2 separate regions of the Oryctolagus cuniculus genome follow, and region 1 is linked to region 2. The links are chromatin contacts, called in public Micro-C maps. All regions are on one chromosome and are shown on one strand. The core of a region is the stretch at or near the end of the contact, and the rest is flanking DNA. Distances in the headings are between cores, read along the strand shown. Region 1 holds the start of PIP5K1A (phosphatidylinositol-4-phosphate 5-kinase type 1 alpha). Region 2 holds the start of RFX5 (regulatory factor X5).

Region 1 (6,655 bases), core at 1,827-4,326, 150 kb before region 2:
GACTAAGAATAATATCCATGTTTTAAAGACTGTTGAGAAGATTCAGAGATATGATCCTTGAAAACTGCTTGACACAGTGTTTAGTGATCCTGTAGTAAAAAGTTCGGAGGTGATAACTACTATTACTATGGCATTCACGATCCTTCGTAATTTAGCCTCTCCCTGTCTATCTAGCCTCACTGCTTGCCACGTCATCCTATTCCAGCATCACTCCCCTGACACACCCAACTGTCATGCCTCTGTGCCGGTCCTCCTTAGAATCCCTTTCATTTCTACATGGCAAAATTCTAATTTTATGGGACAGTGAAGTCTTCCTGAACACTAATTCCTTTCTTTCCAGGCACAGTTGCCATAAATCAGATACAGCATGTCTGCCGGATTCTTTGGAATAGTTAATCTCAAATGGTCTGTGGCATTGTCAAAACTAGGAATCATCTTCTGTTCCCATCTTTTTTTTAATTTTGAAAATATGGTTCTCAAGCCATTGCACAGTGCATACTCTAAAATGACACTGATTTGTGTGTATGGGCCCGTGTTGTGGAGCATTGGGTTAAGTTGCCACCTACAGTGCCTGCATCCCATATGAGTATCTGTTCAAGTCCCAGCTGCTCCACTTCCAATACAGCTCCCTGTTAATGTGCCTGGGAAAACAACAGAAGATGGCCTAAGTCCTTGGGTTCCTGTCACCTGTGTGGGAGAACCAGGTGAAGCTCCCGGCCCCTGGCTTTTGGCCTGGCCCAGTACTAGTCATTGCAGTCATTTGGGGAATGAACCAGTGGATGGAAGATCTCTCTCTCTGCCTCTACCTCTCTGTAACTTGGCCATTCAAATAAATAAATAAATCTTTAAAAAAAAAAAGATTTGTGTGTCTTTCCTCCTCATTAGTTTAAGATCTTTTCGAAAGCAAGGGGTTTATCTTCATTTCTGTATACTAGGAACGCTCATAGTACCTCAGACACAGCTGGGGCTAAATAATAATTCAGTGAATGAATGACTAAGTGAATAAAGTACCCATCCTCTTATTCTTGCCTCTGCACTGCTCTTGCCAATAACCAGCCCCTTCATCCCGAGCTTAGGAACCGCTTTACACCTTGGAGGATGCCTTAATAAGATTGTGTGTGCATATTCACGTGCACTTAAGTCTGTGTGTGTGTCTCTCTTATAGGCTCACCACATTGCCCTCATTTCCCAAAGTACGTATTTAGTCAACTCCCTTTTCCGTTTCCTTGGGGGCATTAAGCCAACATGTCCTGTTCTGCCCCTGCTTCCACACCCTGCCACGTCACCCCAGTTTTGCTATGCCAGGAATGTTACTGGAGAAGAGTGGCTGCGTGACTCAGAGGGCACCCTAGGGAGTAGAAGCAGGGACAAAGTGTAGGAGAAGAAGATGGAAGATACCTGCTTCTAAAACGCCCATAACTCTACTTTTGCCTGCATCTAGCCATCCAGTCAGGAGACATGCTGTGACAGGCACTGTTCTAGATGCTTGAGATAGAAAAATGGATAAGATGTGATCTTTGCTCTCAAGAGTTCAGTCTTATAAGGGAGATAAACAGGTAAACAGATTGAGATAATACAAGGTAGTATGTGGAACAGTTTTTTTTTTTTTTTTTTTTTTTTATGGTGCACAGCAATAAACAAAGACCCATAAGAAGCTTCAAGAAAATAGGGATTTCTTCTTTTAGGAGGGGTGAAATCAAATTCACAGATCAGATGCCAGGGAGGAGATTCCCCTCTTTGAAGATTTTGGTCATTCAGGAATTTATTGGCTACTTCTCATGTTTAAATAACAAACAGCTTTGTCTGCATTAGCTAATTTGTAAAGTAACTCAGGGAACTGTAGCAACCCCATGTCTTTTCTGGAAACAAGAATAATTTATCAAGAAATATTTATTTACCGAAGGTCAATGAGCCAAATCTTGTACCCCACACCGTCTAGTTCCTGTCCTGTTTAGTTGGGTGGGAAATGTAGGAATTGGCCACCATAAAGTGTCAATATGACACAATACCACTGCTGTAGATAATCCAATCCTTTGAAGTTCGTCTACCTTTAATATCCAAAGGAAGACCAATTAGCCAGCAGGTGGCAGCAAGGAAACAATTATTTCAGATCTTGATGAGGGAGTAGAAGGCTGAGATAAACGCATAGAGGATATTCTACAAATTTTGGAGGTCCTAGGTTCCTACGTGGGCCCATTGGACATCTAGATAGATGATAACCAAACCACTTTTGGGATTACAAAGCCTAGGATTTCCCCATTGCTGGGCTCCTAATCTGTGCAGTCACAGGAGGAGCTTGCGATACAAGAGTGAACCACACGGTCCTGGCTCTCCCTACAGAGACAGACGAGTCTTCAGGTTGCCCGCTAGTGCTCACACCTCCAGAGACCTTTGTCAGCACTAAGCAGTTAGTACGAAGTCTAGAATGGGGCTGGGAGGGAGATTTCCTGTGTATCTAGATGCCCTTTGGAGCATGGATCTTTGACTGCTGCCGGCTAAGGGCCTGGATCGCGGGAAGGCTGTCATACGGTCTGATCACCTTGTGTGGCTCCTTTGAACAGGCCTTTATATATTCATTTATGGCCTATTTACTGACTTCTGTCACTGTGCCCAGCACTGTTTGAGGCAAACAAAACATAGATCTATTTCAAATGTCACTAGGAGGAAAGTAAGGCACGCACGCACGTTAAATCAAACAGTAAACAAGGTAGTAAACCCGGAAAAGTGCTAGGAAGATTTTAGGGGCATACATCGTTTTTGCGATACTCGACTGTTTAACGTCTGTGCCTTGAAACCAGCGGTTCTGTCCGTAGTTCTTTCCCGGGCTGGGAACTGAAGAGGACCGGCCGGGTCGACTCGCGTCCGGAGCTCAGAGCCCCCATCACGGGGTCCTCTCAAAGCGCTGCCCCGCCGAGCCACCGTAGGAGCAGTCAGCCGGCTGGCGCGCGCATGTCTTCTTCACCCGAGAAGGCGTTAGGGCGGGAGCTACTCGCCTCACGTGACCACCAAGAGTCTCCTGATTGGCTTTACTCCTCTGTCCTCGCCACTGAGTGGAGCGCGGAGATGATTGGGCGCATGCGCAGTGCGCGGATTTCCTTAGCCACCCGAGTGGAGCGGTGGGGTTGGGCGATAAACAGGCTGTGGCTAGGAAGGAGGGGGCGGGGGCGTTCGCTGCTCCGGGACCTCTCATGCTTCGTTTTTCTTTTAGGTGTGGTTTAGTCCGGACGTGGGGTCTCGGCAGCCAGCTTGAGGCTACTCCCTTGTGAAAGGCGAAAGCAGCTCCTGCGGAAGGCGGTTGAAGTTACGTAGGGGGCACGAGACAGGAGTTCTCCCCCCATGCTAGGCGAATGGTGCGGCCCTGAGCTGGTCCAGGAGTTGGCTGGACGAGTCTGAGAGGCCCCAGAGGGGGCGGGAAAGTGGCCTTCAGAACGTGGGTTTTGTGAAGAGACGTGGGGAAGATTCGATTCCGAGAAGAGGAAGAGCCCGATTCACAGGGAGCGAGGACGCTGACGGGGAGGGGGCTGCCAAGATGGCGTCGGCCTCTTCTGGGCCGTCGGCGGTCGGGTGTTCAGCCTTGGATTCCGGGATCCCTTCCAGCACCTCGATCTCAGGTAAGCCGGGCGGGGCGTGGGCAGGAGGCTGGTGAGGGCTGTGCGGTGGGGGGAAGAGCAAGACGTGGGAGGGCACCTGTGGCTGGGAATGTCCGAGGGATTCCCGGTAAGGAGGACGGAAGGCTGGACTTTCAACTAGGACGCTTTTCTGAGTGGGCAGGGGGGAGTGTTAGGAAAATGGAGGCCTGTTGCGTGAGGGGAGCTGCTTGGCGTGGGAGGCAGGTCAGTTTCAAGTTGATGGTGGAGTTAGCTGGATGAAAATGTCGAAGAGAAGCCATGGAACTTAAAAGGTATGGAAAAGCCGTTGGACCCTTTCTCGATTACTGGGAAAGTGAGGGAATTAGGAGTTTTGTTGGATGTGGGAGTTACTTGAACTTTTTCAGAGACCCCTTACTGCGTCATTCCTTCACACTTGCCCCCCCCCCCCCCTCGTTTTCTATGACTGCTTTGGTGAGTGCTGTCTCTAGATTGGCCCAAGTTTGGGAAATAATGAGAAGTTTTGTGAGAGCCGGAGGAATGTGGGAAAATCGCATTAAAACAGCTGGAGAAGATGGACTGGAGTCTGCAGGTGCAGTAGGGAAGTGATGTTGGGGATAATGCCTGAGAAAGAAGGATGGGTGTGTGTGTGTGCGCGCTCCAAGTGCTGGAGGGGAATGTTGCATAATAGGAAATGGATGGGAAGAATGCTTGGGATGTGTCAGGAAACTGGAACTTGGAGAATGGAGCCAGAGAATATAGAGAGCTTCGGGTAGTTGGGAGCTAAGGAAGGCGGAGGGAGGGCTGAGGGGGCCCACAAGAAAAGCAGCAGATTTTGCGGAGGAGGGAAAATGTGTCGGGGTGTGGGGGGGTGGTATGTGAGTCAGACACTGTTCTAGAGCTTCTGTCAGAAATGTCTTGGAGTCCCTCAGTGACTGCTGCCTTTGTGCTGAACGGGAGAGGCTGTCAGATGCTGGATACTTGACTTGAGATTTTGACATTACCTTTGCCCTAGATTGCGTCCTTGCCTAAGTAGATGGTTCCACCTTAAACATTCCAGTTCAAGTGAGGGGAATTCATAGTCGCAAGTATCTTCTTCATAAGCTGTAGTTTTATTTATGTGCATCTCTTTTTAGTTTCTTGAGACGATTTTTCCCTTACAAAATATTAGAGGGCTGCAACAATTCAGGCTAAATTCCAGGCACTTAAAAGGATAAGGTAAAAGTGATAGAATTTTTATATAGTAACTTTATTTTTAAAGATTTTATTTATTTATTTGACAGAGTTACAGACAGTGAGAGGGAGAGAGAGAGAGAGCTCTTCCATCTGCTGGTTCACTCCCCAGATGGCCGCAGCTGCCGGAGCTGTGCTGATCCGAAGCCAGGAACCAGGAGCTTCTTCTAGGTCTCCTATGTGGGTGCAGGGGCCCAGGGACTTGGGCCATATTCTGCTGCTCTCCCAGGCCATAGTAGAGAGCTGGATTGGAAGTGGAGCAGCTGGACTCGAAGCATATGGGATGCCGGCACTGCAGGCAGCAGCTTTATCTACTACGTCACAGTGCCGGCCCCTATAGTAACTTCTTAACTTGAAACCTGTTTCTCCTGCTCCACAACCCAGAAGGAAGAATGGTTGTGTTTGGTCTTTAATCAGATTTTTCAACCATCAAGTCATGTATTCTCTCTGTTAGGAACCAGAAACCAGGTTAAATCTTAAAAGCAGTGTTTATGTCCCACAGTTTGAGTCTCATGAGGTACCTACCGACCAGGCAGGTTTAGGAGTAATAAGGAATTATTTGATATATTTTTCTCCTCTTCTGCCTCTACTCCAATTTCAGATAGTCTTTATATTTTTTAGATGTTACTATTTAATATTTTTATGTTTAGTGCCAGATCTAGGGTTACCAGTTATAAATGTTTTTGTGTTTTCAGCAGAAGGTCTAAAAATACATTTCAGTGAAACTTACAGCTCCTTGACTCTTAGTGTGTTTATATATTAAGTAAAGATATAAACAAAGTCTGAGTTAGAAATAAATTGCCTGGGGGTGCCACTCTGGCACAGTGGGTTAAGCCACCACCTGTAGCGCCATTGCAAATAGGCTCTTGTTCAAGTCCTGCTATTTCACTTTCGATCCAGGTCCCTGCTAGGGTGGCTGGGAAAGCTGTGAAAGAAGGTCCAAGTACTTGAGCCCCTGCACCTGGGTGGGAGACCAGGATGAAGCTCCTGGCTTTGGCCTGGCCCAGCCCTGGCCTGTTTTGGTCATTGGGGGAGTGAGCCAGTGGATCAAAAATTCTGTCTCTGTTTCTCTCTTTCTCGCTTGTGGCCCTGGCCTCTCTCTCCCTCTTCCCTCTCTGTAACTTCTGCCTTTCCAATAAATACATAAATACGTTTTAAAAACTGCCTGATTACTTTTTTTAAAAAAAGATTTATGTATTTATTGGAAAGGCAGAGTTACAGAGAGACAGAGACAGAGGGAGGAAAGGAGAGAGCGAAGTCTTCCATCCACTGGTTTCCTCCCCAAATGGCCACAACAACTAGCACTGGGCCAGGCCGTATGCCAGGAGCCAGGAGCTTCTTCTGGGTCTCCTACGCAGGTGCAGGGTCCCAAGGACTTGGGCCATCTTCTTTCCCAGACCATAGCAGAGAGCTGGATTGGAAGTGTGGAATCAGGACTTGCACTGGCGCCCATAGGCCCTGCAGGCTGTGGCTTTACCCCTTATCTTTTGTTTTGTAGGTCCTCCTGTGCTCCTTTGACTTCTGGAACAGCTGGATTAAGAAAAAATTCTTTTTGTAAATAAACCTGAAAACATTATACTTATTGTATGCGATACGCAGTGTTGCCTTTTCTTGTGTATCTGCATGTTCGCTTATTTTTAAAAATTTATTTTCATTTTTTTTAAAAGGCAGAGAGAGAGATATATCTTCCGCTGGTTCATTCTCCAAATGCTCACAACAACCAGGGCTGGGCCCTAACCAGACCAGTACCCAGAACCCAATGCATGTCTCCTGTATGGGTGGCAGAGGCCCAAGTACTTGAGTCATTATCATTGCCTCCTAGGTTGTGCATTAGC
Region 2 (6,360 bases), core at 1,833-4,332:
TTTCCCACGGTGACGCCGAGGCCTGGGCAGAGTCCACGGCAGCTGCTGACTTGTCGGGGGTCGAATTCCTTTCCCCACTTCCACCTGACTTCTTCCGAGGGCGCCCCCGCTTCCTTCTGGCATCGCTTGCTGTATCCTCCATATCCTGCTTTGCTGCTTTAGCTGGTGGGTCCTGCCCACTGGCCTCACTCACGGGTACCTCAGCTGTCCTCTTGCCACTCTTGTCATGGGCTCCGGGGTCACCATGACCCATGACTACCTCTCTGTGCTCTGTGCCCCAGGCCTGAGTGAGTCCCACGGAAGGAGCCTGTCCAGGCCCAGGCGCGGGCAGAGCAGGAACAGCTGGCAAGATCATATTAATGATGGGCACAGCTGCCTGGGGTCCCCCAGGCCTACTGGGCAGGGGCAGTGTAGCCACTTTCAGGGTGCCTGAAGGAAGCTTGGGGGCCAGGATGGGCGAAGAGACTCGGATTGGAGGAATAAGTGAGCGAGGGGCCCGGGGAAGGAGCATAGGCAGCCGGGCCACCAGGGCATTAACCTGAGGGTTATTGGCTGCTGGGGCCGAGCTCTCAACTACATTCTTCTTCCGCTCTCCACGTCCCGCAGCCCCAGCCCGGGCTTCCAGCTCCTTGGGAGGCTAAAAAGAGAAAACAAGATCATGGTAAGGCACGAAGACTGAATAGCAGAGCCAACACGGGTGGGTGCTGGAAGCAAACATGGGTTGCAGCCTCCAGGGGAAGGGTATGCCAAGCCTCCAGCCCCTGGAAGCCCCATCCATCGCCTCACCTGGGCTGCTTTCTCTGGTTTCTTATGGCCTCCACTCTCCAGGTGCTCTACACCATTCTTGGACTTCGAAGACCGTTCCCTAGGGGCATGCTCCTCTTCTTCTGCACAGGTGCCAGAAGAGGGAGTAAAGTGAGGGTGAGGAGAAGGCCGAGGGCTGGAGGAGTGACAGGGAGAGACGTGGCCAAGAGGGAGCTCTGAAGCATGTCTTAGGAGGGTGGCCGGGAACAGAAGGCAAGGCCAAGGTGTCACTAATGTAGCGTGTGGGCGGGCCTTTGGCATTGGGAGCGGGAAGGGAGGGTCCACCCACCAGCAAGCCCCATGGCCTTAAGCACATGGGCGTGAGCAGACCGGGCAGAGATGAGATGCTGCTGCAGCAGGAAGCGGGCGACCTCCACGATGGAACTGAAGGAGCGTTTCAGGATTCGTTCAGCCCAGTCACAGGTCAGGGCGCAGGCTGCCTCCACCAGCTCATCTCGAGGTGCAGGGGTGACTTCTGGGCCCATTTCCGGCTATGGTTAGGAAGGACACAGCCATCACACTCCAGGTGTGACCAGGTGACCCTTGCCCCCTCTCTGACGTTACTCTTGGCCAAGCTGAGACCTGAGTAGCCTTTACCTATCCCATCCCAGAAACCCACAGATCCTCCTCATGCTCTGCCTCAACCAGAAGGCAGGCAGAAGGTACTAGAAGCTGTGCACATAATGGCCCATGCCGTGTTAGCTCTCAAAGCACGCCCCAAGTCCTCAGACTTTCCACCAAGGAGAGAACAGAGCTGGAGGGTCATTTTGTTACTTACGGTCTCAAAACCCTTAAGGTCGAGCCCAGGCAGGGGTGGCATGGACACCAAGGTCTTTCTTCGTATGCCACTGTAGCAGTATCTGATGCAAGTTAAGGTGCAGCCAACGCCTGGTGCGCCTGAAGCCCCTTAGCCAAGTTGGGCTGTTCCCAGGCCCGGTTCTCCTCCCCAGCTGCTCCAGGCCCAACCTCTCCAGTCAAGGATACTTGGACTGGCCCCGGCCACCAAGCCTTCGGGCCTTGATGTCAGGGAAGATCTCTCGGATGATTTTGCCAAAGTTGGCTGTGCTGAGCGGGCGGCAACAGGCAAGACTCTCACAGTACTTCCTGAGCAAGTGGGGGGCAGAGTGGGAAGACACTCAGAGAAGGAGGCTGCGGGTAGGCTCAGAGGGTTCCTGGGAACCCTTTAGGAAGCCAGGGTCCCTGGGAACCCTATCAGGGCAAGGAGCTCTCCAGGGGAGGGGCCAGTCCTGTGCCCAGCAGCATACCCCCCCTTCCCCTCCACCCACCGATAGGCATCATAAACACTTTGCTTGGGCAGACAGGTGTCCGTGTGCTCCTCCAGGTGGTTGCGGATCCACCTATAGGCATACATGTACTCCTCATTGCTGAGCGTGCTGGGCTCCGAGCTGCAGGAGAAGGAAAAGGGACAGGCATGACTGAGAACCCAGCACTCAACGCTGGCTCTCCCCAGACGACGACTTCAGTAGTCTGGATCCAATCAGTTCAGCCGGGATCCACCTTTCCCTGGTACCAAGCCCTTGATCGGGGACAAAAGTTAGGAGCCTTCCTGTCCCAGTGAGCCTCTCTCACTAAAGAATCGAAAACCCTACCCCCAAGCCTACCTTTTGTCTCCGGTGCTGGGCCCTGAGGGCAGCTGAAGGTAGAGATAGAGCTTGTCGTTGTCTGAGAATTTCTGTACATCTTGCTGGGGGTGGGGTCGGGGGTGACAGAGGCAGGAGAAATAATAAGGCCAAGCTGGACCTGATAGAGGACCCTCTACCCCTCACCACAATGCCTAGTTGGCTTAGGGGTAGGACCGCAAAGACACCTCACTTTCAAGAATTCACTTGAGGCTGGGAGCCTGCTGCCCACCAACACCAGCTCGCTACTGCCCAGCCCCAACACACTTACCAGGATTCCTTCCACTTTGTTTTGCACGGCCTTGCTGTAGGGAAGAGAGGAAAATGCTGGAGGTCACCCGTGAGGTTTTCCCCCACCCCTCTGTCAGCTTGCTGGGAAGGGAAGAGAACTCAGACACCTCGCAGGTGCTGGACAATCGCTCCCAGAGGCAAGAACCTCGCTTGTCCTGCTCAGGGGCACTTGGGGAAAGCCAGATGGTTCTCCAGCCTGGTCTACAACGGGGTTTGGAGATGGGTACTTACGAAATGGTACCTCGGAGCCTCTGGAGAAGGGTGGTAGGCTCCCCAGCCTCAGCTCCACCTGTGGAGGCCCGGCCCCCAGTCTTGGGGCTCTTGGCATCCGGCTCATCTTCAGCCATGCCGGCATGAGGGCTGGGGCGACAGGGGGGAGAGGGTGGTGAGACTGAACCCCTGTTGGCCAGCCCTTGCCCTGGACACCCCCAGGGCGCTCCTGATCTCAACAAAACCCGCAGATCCCCCTGATGGTCTTTCCCTCACCACCTACCTGGCCTTCTCCGAAAATTAGAAATCAATCCATGGCTTCGCCAGGCCCATCTACGTACCTAAAGAGAACTCCATGCTGTCTGCACCCACCTCTCTCAAGTCTCCTAAACCCAGGAGGCCGTACGGGAAGAGGCAGGGGGATTGGGAGCTGCCGTTAGAAAGACACTGTCATTTCTGCCTCTCACCCCAACCTGGCCTCCTCTCCCTCAAAAGCAACGAGGACCACTAAACAAAGTTCCCTGTTTCTCTCTTGGATACGCTCCTCACCAGCGCGTCGGCTCGGGAGGTCGGAAAGAATCCGGCCGTCCTCTGGCCTTGCGGGCTTGAAAACCAACTGGGCCCGGGTTTCCATGACTCAACCTCGCCACGGCCCGGCTGCCGCTCCCCCGGCCCCGGCGTCCTCTCCCCTAGCCTCGCGGCTCGCGGCGCGCCCCCCACCGCCCGCCCGGCCGCCGCGCCCCGGGCCCCAGCAGCGGCCGGGCGGGGGGCGCAGGGCCGCGGAACTCGGGGGCCGGCCGCGGGAAACCCGGGTCCGCGGCACGTGCAGAGGGGCGAAGAAGCTGTTGGAAACACAGCCCGGATCTCTTCCAGCTCTGCTCCCGGCTCACGTCGCCCCTCCCCAGCCCCGGGCCGGCGCCTGCCAACACGCGCCACGATAAAGGTGAGGAGAAAGAGAAACTACCTCGCAGCCACCTTCACTCCAGCCCAGCCCCGCGGTCCCGGCCCGGCGGGCTCGTGCGTTGCTTTATTTTCCTTTTTCTGAATGGTCGCGGCGGCCGCGATCTGCCTAGATACACGGGCGGCCTGCTCCGTCATTGGCCGTCGCTGCCGCCCGGAGACAGGGGGCGCAGGGCGCGCGCCGGTGGCAGCCGAAGTCTGCCTGGCAACAGAATCTGATTGGTCAGCAGGGGAGGGAAAATCCAAAGTTGGGCTTATTTGAGTCAAGAGGGGGAAGTCCGGGTTGGGTTTCGGTTAAAACTGGGGTCGGTTGGGACCGTCGGTCCCGAGAGGTTCTTCTCTTAAAGGGACCGCAGGACGGAAGCCCGGGCGCTCGGCTCCCCGCGGAGATTTCGCTTCTTTGGCCGCGTCCTCCCGTGATTCGGTTTTGCTTTCAGCTGTCAGAGCTGCCAGGAGGAAATAAGCAGTGGAGGGTAACGTAAGTGGCAAAGTATGGGTAGCAGAGATGGACGTTCGCGCTAAGCTCACGCAGCCCCCTGCTGAAGGGAGAGGCACCGAGCCCTCCCGCACCGCGGCGGCCGCGCCACGTGAAGCTGCAGCCGCTCCCCCCTTCGTGCTCCCGGGCTCCCCGCGTGTGCATCATTTCCTTGCAAAGGCAGGCTGATGCCTCTGCAGCCCCGCAGTTCAGCACTCAGCCACTGACTGCCGCAGCGGGTGTGGGCTGCCCACGGAAAACTTTTCAGCCCCGCAGAGCGCTGACCCGAGTGCGGCAGGGGTTCTCAGTCCTCTTCGTTAAGACTTTCTTAGGCACGAATCAGATGGAAGCAGTGACCCCTCTGTGCGCACAGACCAAGCTTTTGCATCGCGTTTCAGAGAGCTCACGCTCTCGGGTTGGCAAGTGGATGGAGTTTGCTTTGCACAGAAAATGGGTTACACTCGGAGCTGCGTTTGCAGCCTTGACTTCTAGCACGTTCTCCAGGCGCATCACCAACGTGCTTTTGAGAAGGAGACGGCAGTGCTGCCAGCTCCTGTGGTACTGGGGGAACCCAGCGGGGATTAGGATATACTGGCAAGAAGGTTTCCTGATGACTTCTAAAACTTCTTAGGTGTTCACTGGGTGTCAGGCACTGCACCAAAGCTCACAGCTGCTCATAGCAGCTCTCTGAAGTGGGCACAGTAGGCTAGCTTAAAAATTTGCAGGTGACAGGGGATAAATGGGAAGTTTTAGTAAAAGAAGAAAATATATCGTAGCTACACAAAGGAGATTATTGTTTTAAAGATTAATTTTTTTTGGATTTTATTTATTTGTTTGAGAGGTAGAGTTACAGACAGTGAGAGAGAGACAGAGAGAAGGGTCTTCTTTTTGTTGGTTCACTCCCCAAATGGCCGCCACAGCTGGAGCTGTGCTGATCCAAAGCCAGGAACCAGGTGTGTCTTCTGGGTCTCCCATGTGCGTGTGGGGGCCCACACACTTGGGCCATCTTCCACTGCTTTCCCAGGCCATACCAGAGAGCTGGATTGGAAGAGGAGCAGCCGGGACTAGAACCGGCGCCCATATGGGATGCTGGCACTGCAGGTGGAGGATTAACCTACTGTGCCACATTGCCAGTCCCTAAAGATTTATTTTATTTATTTGAAAGACAGAGTCACAGAGAGAGGTAGAGGCAGAGAGAGAGGTCTTTCATTCGCTGCTTCACTCCCCAGATGGCTGGAGCTGCGCCAATGCGAAGTCAGGAGCCAGGAGCTTCTTCCAGATCTCCCAGGTGGGTGCAGGGGCCCAAAGACTTGGACCATCTTCTACTGCTATCCCAGGCCAGAGCAGAGAGCTGGATTGGAAGAGGAGCAGCTGGGACTAGAACCGGCGCCCATATAGGATGCTGGCGCTTCAGGCCAGGGTATTAACCTGCTATGCTACAGAGATTATCTTGCTAGCTCACCTTCACAGGTGAGCCTGAGTGGGGCGAAGGCTAGAGATAGGAAAGACAGGCACTGACTTATTTCTCCCAGGCATTGGTGCTAAGAGACACAAAACTGAATCTCAGGTCAGGTCCTTGCCCTGTGAAATAACAATAAAAATGGTCTGAAACACATCATCATAATAGCAGATGCTTCCAGAGAGCGTGAGGCAAGCTCTGTGTCATAGAGGTCTCTCCTTTGGGCTGGGTTGTTGTAAGGGCTTTACACACATTACCTACCTGTCTATCTCATAGCAGCTCTATTAGGTAGGAGCTGTGACTGGTCCCCTTTCACAGCCAGAGACTGAGGCAATTGGAAAGTTAGTAATTAGCCCAAGGTTACACAAATAGTAGGGGATGGAGCCAGGATCTGAATTTAGGCTGTCAGGATTCAGAATTTTTTCTTAGGGACTTTTGCCTCATGGTACCTCTGAAAATCAGATGGGTCACCACCAGCTCTACTACAAAAATTCAGCCAGGGTTCTTGCTCTTGCCACGTC

The links. Hi-C and Micro-C count contacts between places; a contact is called where the count stands out from the background.
Region 1: a Micro-C map of ear pinna shows a contact between it and region 2, with 3 times the contacts expected there. The contact joins the promoter of PIP5K1A here to the promoter of RFX5 in region 2. A contact is called at or near these places in 3 of 6 Hi-C or Micro-C datasets (ear pinna, psoas muscle and an unstated tissue).

The regions. Positions count from the first base shown.
Region 1 is chr7:46,911,882-46,918,536 of mOryCun1.1, reverse strand. PIP5K1A (phosphatidylinositol-4-phosphate 5-kinase type 1 alpha) reads left to right here and starts at 3,076. Exons shown (of 15, transcript XM_070077715.1): 1 at 3,076-3,611. The coding sequence starts at 3,530. LOC127493752 (a long non-coding RNA gene) reads left to right here and starts at 4,083. Exons shown (of 2, transcript XR_007924288.2): 1 at 4,083-4,179; 2 at 6,319-6,412.
Region 2 is chr7:46,757,612-46,763,971 of mOryCun1.1, reverse strand. It overlaps RFX5 (regulatory factor X5), which reads right to left and starts at 3,082. Exons shown (of 9, transcript NM_001171491.1): 1 at 2,967-3,082; 2 at 2,716-2,749; 3 at 2,427-2,509; 4 at 2,091-2,210; 5 at 1,789-1,908; 6 at 1,583-1,664; 7 at 1,094-1,295; 8 at 787-887; 9 at 1-637. The coding sequence starts at 3,082. It overlaps LOC103350058 (a long non-coding RNA gene), which reads left to right and starts at 4,186. Exons shown (of 3, transcript XR_518121.4): 1 at 4,186-4,383.